Linked DNA regions of Capsicum annuum: region 2 is linked to region 1. The links are chromatin contacts, called in public Hi-C maps. All regions are on one chromosome and are shown on one strand. The core of a region is the stretch at or near the end of the contact, and the rest is flanking DNA. Distances in the headings are between cores, read along the strand shown.

Region 1 (3,352 bases), core at 574-3,073:
TAGTCCCTCCAGTTTGCTTTTGTTGAAAGGTTCTCCTAACAATAACCACATATATACCTTATGTCTCACTCGAGAGCCTTATTCTAATTTTGTCTATAATTTCCTTTGCTTGCGCCTGCAATCTGGTACCTAGTATGTTTAAAATTTCGGCTTGAATGCTCAAATTTAACTTGGTATTAGAGTATAATATTCGTGAGTTCGATTGTACGCATACTTTCTCTTTTCACGTCCTATAGCCTCTCTCTCTCTCTCTCTCTTTAACTAAATTTTGCTCTTCAAGTCATTAACAATATTGCTTCACACACTCATTACCTGTTATACAAGTCTAGTTCGTCTCTTTCTATTCCAGACTAGACTTATAAGATATGTATATCTAAACTTGTCCCTCATCTTGACGTTGTTCAGGCCAATAGAATCTTTGGGCTTGGGCCCAATGATAAAGACCAATAATACAAGAGAGAGTTTCAAAGTTCTAAATCATTTGTGGGATAGTAGAAGTTGGACTTCCAATCCATTTCCTCTTTTTTTGGTTTCTAACTGTTCACCTGTTACTTGTTATTAGTATGACTGGAATTTCTTTCCAACTTATTCCACCCTACTAGACATATAAAAGGACTTAAAGAAGCAAAGAAAAGTAAAGTTAGCAATGTAAAAATAATGTCTTAAAAATTAGAACAGAAAGATCTTTTCTAAAAAATACATTACCTAGTAAGGAAGAAACATGTACGAGGGTCAAACTAACTAATGTTTGATGTGAATCCTATTCAATTAATAGTGATTGACAGATTATTATTGATTTAAAATATTTAAACAGTACTTGAGAAAATTATAAGAAAAGAGTATTACTGCTATTCAACTATCCAACAACAAACCCAGTGTATTCAACTATCCAACGAGTAGTAATTAAGATAAGTATTAATAAATTAGAAGGGAGGCAATGCTTAATTAATACAGACGTAAAGACACATGTTGAAACCTGAACTAAGCATGTTAGTATTATTATATCCCACCCAGATTTGTTATGATTATTTTTGGCATCAAAAGCAATGCCCCTTCAGTTGAACTGAGTTCAACTCAAAAAGATACTTTAATTCAACTCATTTCATAGGTTAGCCGCATTTTCTTGAGACCAACCCCATTTGTACTTGTGTTTCATTAAATAAACTAAACTACTGCTTTCTTTGCTTTTCAAGTTAAATCTGGACACCACGAGGCTGCTACATTTTGTGGTTATAAAAAAAAAAGGTAATGCCTTGGAGCCTCTGCTAGGGCTTTATATGCTTAATATCATAACCCTGCTATCATAAATTCTACCACTCATGCTTTGCTGACCTATTGCCCAGTGAAAAAAAGAAGAATAATTGACAGAGCATACCGTCAAATTAATGATTCCGAATCTAAGATGTCTCACTAGTACTCCAGAAGAAGGAATTGAAGAACGGAAATGAAATAAAGAGTTTGCAAGTCTGGTTTCGAGTCATGAATAGTACATGGATCTTCTAAGTAAAATGTGTTCCAAACTATGGGGCTAGTTTGTGCTAAAATTTAATTGAACTTTTCGAACTCAATGAATTGTGATTCCATTTGTAACGGTGAGGTAAGAGCGCATCGGAGTTTGAAGAAAAACCAAACGTGAGGTTTCAATCCCAGCCTTCTCCAGTTCTCCTTCCCAATCAACTATATTGACCGTGATGGGAGAGTTCATTAACAAAAAAGAAAAAGTTGGTCATTCATACTCAATACATTTTTCGTTGCTTCCATGGTCGTGCCTATAGGTACTTTTAGTGGGGATCTCTCTTATAGGTACTTTTATCCAATGGTACAATCGTTCCATTTTATTCCTTCATCCCCTATTTTTGTCTATCTACAACTCGAACTTCTGGTCAGAGTTGGACCAACTGGACTCATGATTTAGCCCACACGTTTGTCAAAGTACTTCCTTTTTCTTTCTCTGGGTGTGGGGGTTGTGGGGTGGGGGATGGGGTTTACAACTTGATATTTAGTAAGATGGACCAATATGAATAACGACAAAACACTTTGCTGACTAAGAGTTAACTTCTGAAAATGAACCCCTACCTGCCACCCCAGGCCAGTCCCCTAAAACTAATAGTACCTCTACAACCTGCCATAGAAATTCCATCAAGAACATTCTCTGACTACTTAGAGAGCTCCAAGAAAACAGCCAACAGAAACTCTGCCGTGCATTTCATCAACATGAAATGCACCAGTACTGGTCGTAGTTGCTTGTTGTGCAGTACCATGGAAGATAAAGATCCATCACTACGAAAAATATTAATAGCTCAACGCTTCAAAGATTTGCATCTCATAGAAGATATGGAACTTGTTCCCACCTTAAGATGCCTTTGGAATATTGCTCTGGCTCAACCTGATGATCCTGAATTCCCGTCCCTCGGTGTCTTTAATTGCATGGCTAAACTTCTCAGCAGGTGCACCCGTGACCAAAAATGGCTTTCAAGAGGCAAAAACGTGTATGTTCCTTATTATGCAGCTCACGTTATTGGCTCCTACACCATGAACAAAGCTAGATTCTCTGTTTTGGCTGTTAAATCAGGCGTGATTTCGCCACTAATAGAGTTATTAAGAGGTAAGATAACTTGGGTCGAGCAAAGAGTGGCGGTTAGAGCACTTGGCCACATTGCGCGACATAGAAGGACATTTGAAGACATTAAGGTCCATGAACTGGAGATTATAAAACTGACCATGGACATAGCTTCCAAATGCATTTATACAATCTGTAGTGAGTTTGTGGGCAAGAAAAGTGAAGACAGAGTCGAATATCATTGCTATTTGATGACAAAAGGACTCGGAGAATTGGAAATGGGGAATAAAAAAGCAGAGTCTTGGGCTTGCCAAATGCAATGTTGGTCTCTCTACCTTCTCAATTGCTTCGTTAGAAAGAAACGAAGCATAAACTTGATATGCAAAGAAGAATTTCTCAAGAATTTGTGTGATATATGGGGTGGATTACAGAACCAAACTTCTTTCTCCGGCATTGGCCTAATCAGAAGTCTCTGTGACAGTGAAGATGGCCGAAAAAACATAGCTCAATTCAAAGAAGTTGTAGTCAATATCTGCAACTTATCGAGGTCATCAGACGAAAGGCAATACGTGGCAATTGAAAGTCTTTTGTCACTTCTCAAGGATCCAAAAACAAGGAACACAGTGACAAATATTGCTGCTCCTTTTCTTGCTGATTTAGTAGAGCTTAGAACTATCAAAGGAAGACGAAAAGTGGGTGACATGATAACACAAGTACTCTTGCAAGATTATGCTAAAATCAAATATGGTTTTCCGAGGTTCTACGAAGAAGGATCACAAAAAGCAATCGAAG
Region 2 (3,352 bases), core at 480-2,979, 47 kb before region 1:
TCTTGGATGATCAAACAAATCATATCTGCTAGAGACATTGTTGCTTTAGTTTGTCAGGTTTCAACTTTCTCTCATAACCTCATCAAACATTTCTACCATGCTCTCCTTCCTGTTGAACCATCTACGCCTTGGAAATGCTTGATGTTTGAGTATGATGCACGATCAAGGCAAAATTTACTATGTGGCTTCATTTTCATGGGATATTACTAACTATGGACAGACTTCTTAAATGGAGTCTCAAAATTTCTCCTACTTATGTTCTATGTCTAATGCAAGATGAAACTAAGGATCATCTTTTCCTTTCTTGCCCTTTTGCAAGACCCTCTGGACTCGGGTGCTTCGCTAGATACATAAAGATGCAATCACTATAAGTACATGGGAGGACTATACAACGTGGGTCGTAAAGAATGCTAAAGGAAAATCTCAAGAAGCAAGAATATAATCTTCAAACTTGTCTTTGTTAAATGTGTACACTCTCTCTGGATTGAAAGAAACCGAAGAATATTTGAGGAAAAACAGAGGACATGTGACAGCCTTGCAAAAGAATTAGCCCACACCTACATTACTAGAGATAAACCAACAATCAGTACTCTTCTGCATAATTTTCATTTTTGGCTAGCTTGACTATTGCCTCGAGTGGTCCTTTGTTTTCTTCTAATTGGTTGATTAGGATCCTTGTCTTTCCTTTTTCTTTGAGTATAGCCAGCTGAGTTTGTAAGTTATGTTTTGATCTATAATTATTACTTTGGTGATTGATAAAATCATGTTAGTTACCAAAAAAATGTGATGATATGTATGGAAAAGACAATAGATATGTGTGGCAATCTAATTGCACCAAAAAATCTGTGAAGAATATCAAAATATAAGATTTTCTCTTATATATAGTTACTAGTTTAATAAGGTCGTGCTAAGTCCGGACCCAAACTCAAGTAAATTAATATTTTATATAATAATATGATTAAATATATAAAATAATTATAACTCACAAAGATCATAAATTGAAAAACATTAATATTTTTATGAGTTTATAAACATATATTATATAACTATAAATAGATATGTATTTCCTTAGATATTTATGAAGTCTTAATTTTATTCATAATTTCACGTGGCAAGAAGTTAATTTAGTCAATATGATAATTTATGCTTGTTTTAATTTAATTAAAGAAAAAAATTAAATTCATCAAAATAAACCTCGAAAATCTATTAGTTCTTTATATTTAGTTTATGCCTAAGAATTTAACTCTCAATAATCAAAAAAGTTTTTTTAAAAAAATAATTTGAACTTAATTGATACCACAATCTTCATTTTTAACTTTATCAATAATTTTAACTTTCAGTATTTAAAATATTTTATTGATAACTTCAAAAGCAAGATACAATTGTCCATAAAATTTTTTTATTCAATTCATAAAAAATAATTAGCAAATATTGAGAATTATACTCAGCTTATCATAAATAAATATAACCTTATATAATTAATAAATCTAAATAATTGTATCACGTCCAAAACATGTACGCCTGATTAGCTTGAAAGAAAAAAATGGAAAAGGTAGTGTTCAAGTTCAATTGGTGCAATGAAAAAGAAAGTGGGTCTGTGGTCCGTTTAACAATTATTTTGTAAATGGTACATTAGCATTATTTTATTATTATTAACCTTTATTGACAAAGTTGACTTTCACCAATATTTACAGTAATTTTGTTTTTTCTTGTGTGTGAAATTGGCATGAAAATCATGTTTCGGTGAATTGAAAGTGGCGCACGCCACTGTTGGTTACTTTCAAATAGAAGTTTTCCTATGGAATGTTACCACTTTTGATACTTTGGTTTAATCTTATGTGCAATATTTAATTATTTAAAATTGAATAATTTTATTTATTTTTAATTTTTTTAAAATTAAAATTTACTATTTTAAAATTCTTAAAGTATTTTAAAAAATATTAATTATCATTAATTTTGATGACTTCTAATAAGAAGAGATTTTACTATAAATTTATTTAATTAATTGTTAAATCTTAAATATTAGAAAAAATAGTGAAAAATAATTTTATTTAAAACAAAAATTCAAACAATATTTCTAAGACCCTTCACACTTTTAATATATTATAGATTATAGATATAAATTAAGTTATTGGCCTAGGTTTTTAGAGCAAGAATTTATAAAATGGATGTTATTAGATTCGTATTTTATGGAAATTATGTATTTGAAACAGATTTTGACAGTTCGAAGACTCTACGAAAAGGCAAGCTTATAAATTGATGCTTGGGTGGTAATTTGAGGCAAGTTGAGACTTTCTCTAGGCTCTTTTTCAAAGTGCTTATTTGTTAGTTATGTTTAATGGAAGTAATGAAAATTGGGGGTCCCGTATAAGTGATTGTGACAAGCATCATGCGGGTACCCGTATTATTTGAGGAGATAAAATAAGTTAATTGTATGTTTTGAACTGTTTTTCCCTATTTGCTAGCCCGGTGGACTGATTTGCTATGGTAAATGAATTTGTTGAAAAAGCTAGCTAATAAAAATACTCTCACTTGATAAGTTGAGTTGATTTTGGAATTGATGTTTATTCGACATAAGACTTAAAATTCTATGATTAACATCATTGTTGCTTTGGGATCGGAGTTGCACGCATACACGTCATGCAAGGATTGGAGTGCACTCCTGCACAATATATTTATTGAGATCGGAGTGCACGCCTACACAATATATTTATTGAGATCGAAGTGCACGCTTGCATAGTACATGGATCTTGTGAGTCCCCCATGGGTTCTGACCTTGAAGCAATTGTTCGGTAGATATGTACACATCATATGCATTGCATCACACTGCATTGATTCATTTTGGTTCAGATTGGTTAAGGTGTATTTATTGACCTTGTACTTATTGTATATGTGTTACTTGTTTCATTGTATTGAGGACTTCTTGGACTATGTTATGATATCGTTATGTCTGTTAGACTTGATTATTCAGATAGAATATGGTGGCTTTCCTGAGTGCAGGTTGTATGATTATTTTTAGATGGTTAACGTGGTGTTTCTTGTCACCACTTTGAATTAGGATTGGTCGACGATGCTGGCTTAGTACACGTGGTTCCCTACTCACTCTTACTTTTTATACACCTTACGTACAGGTGCAGATCTGACGATCTCTGGGCATTGATTCTTGTGGTTTCTTCCTTGTTAACATCATTGGAAATTTGAGGTAGCTATGCTATTGGCTTTAGAGACTTCTAAAACCTCCTTCAGCCTTATCTTTATACTTTTTTCGCATTTTGAAATACTTAAACTTTCGTTTGGTTTTTGTATTGGTGACTTTCAGACCTGAAATTATCTATGTTTTAATTTTATTGGC

Evidence for each region. A called contact is a pair of places that touch in the nucleus more often than the background predicts.
Region 2: a Hi-C map of leaf shows a contact between it and region 1, with 1.9 times the contacts expected there. The contact joins the enhancer-like site here to the promoter of LOC107860220 in region 1. A contact is called at or near these places in 2 of 5 Hi-C or Micro-C datasets (bud and leaf).

Annotation. Positions count from the first base shown.
Region 1 is chr2:144,724,712-144,728,063 of UCD10Xv1.1, reverse strand. It overlaps LOC107860220, which reads left to right and starts at 1,823. Exons shown (of 2, transcript XM_016705495.2): 1 at 1,823-3,352. The coding sequence starts at 2,065. It also overlaps the pseudogene LOC107860221.
Region 2 is chr2:144,771,673-144,775,024 of UCD10Xv1.1, reverse strand. It overlaps LOC124896083 (a long non-coding RNA gene), which reads left to right. Exons shown (of 2, transcript XR_007052511.1): 2 at 1-630. Among protein-coding and RNA genes, the nearest start is that of LOC124896083, 5.2 kb to the left of the region's middle. Within about 2 kb of position 1,729, at least 2 of the 5 cell types and tissues checked have an H3K27ac peak or open chromatin away from gene starts, as enhancers often do. A contact at or near this core is called in leaf, where this site is marked.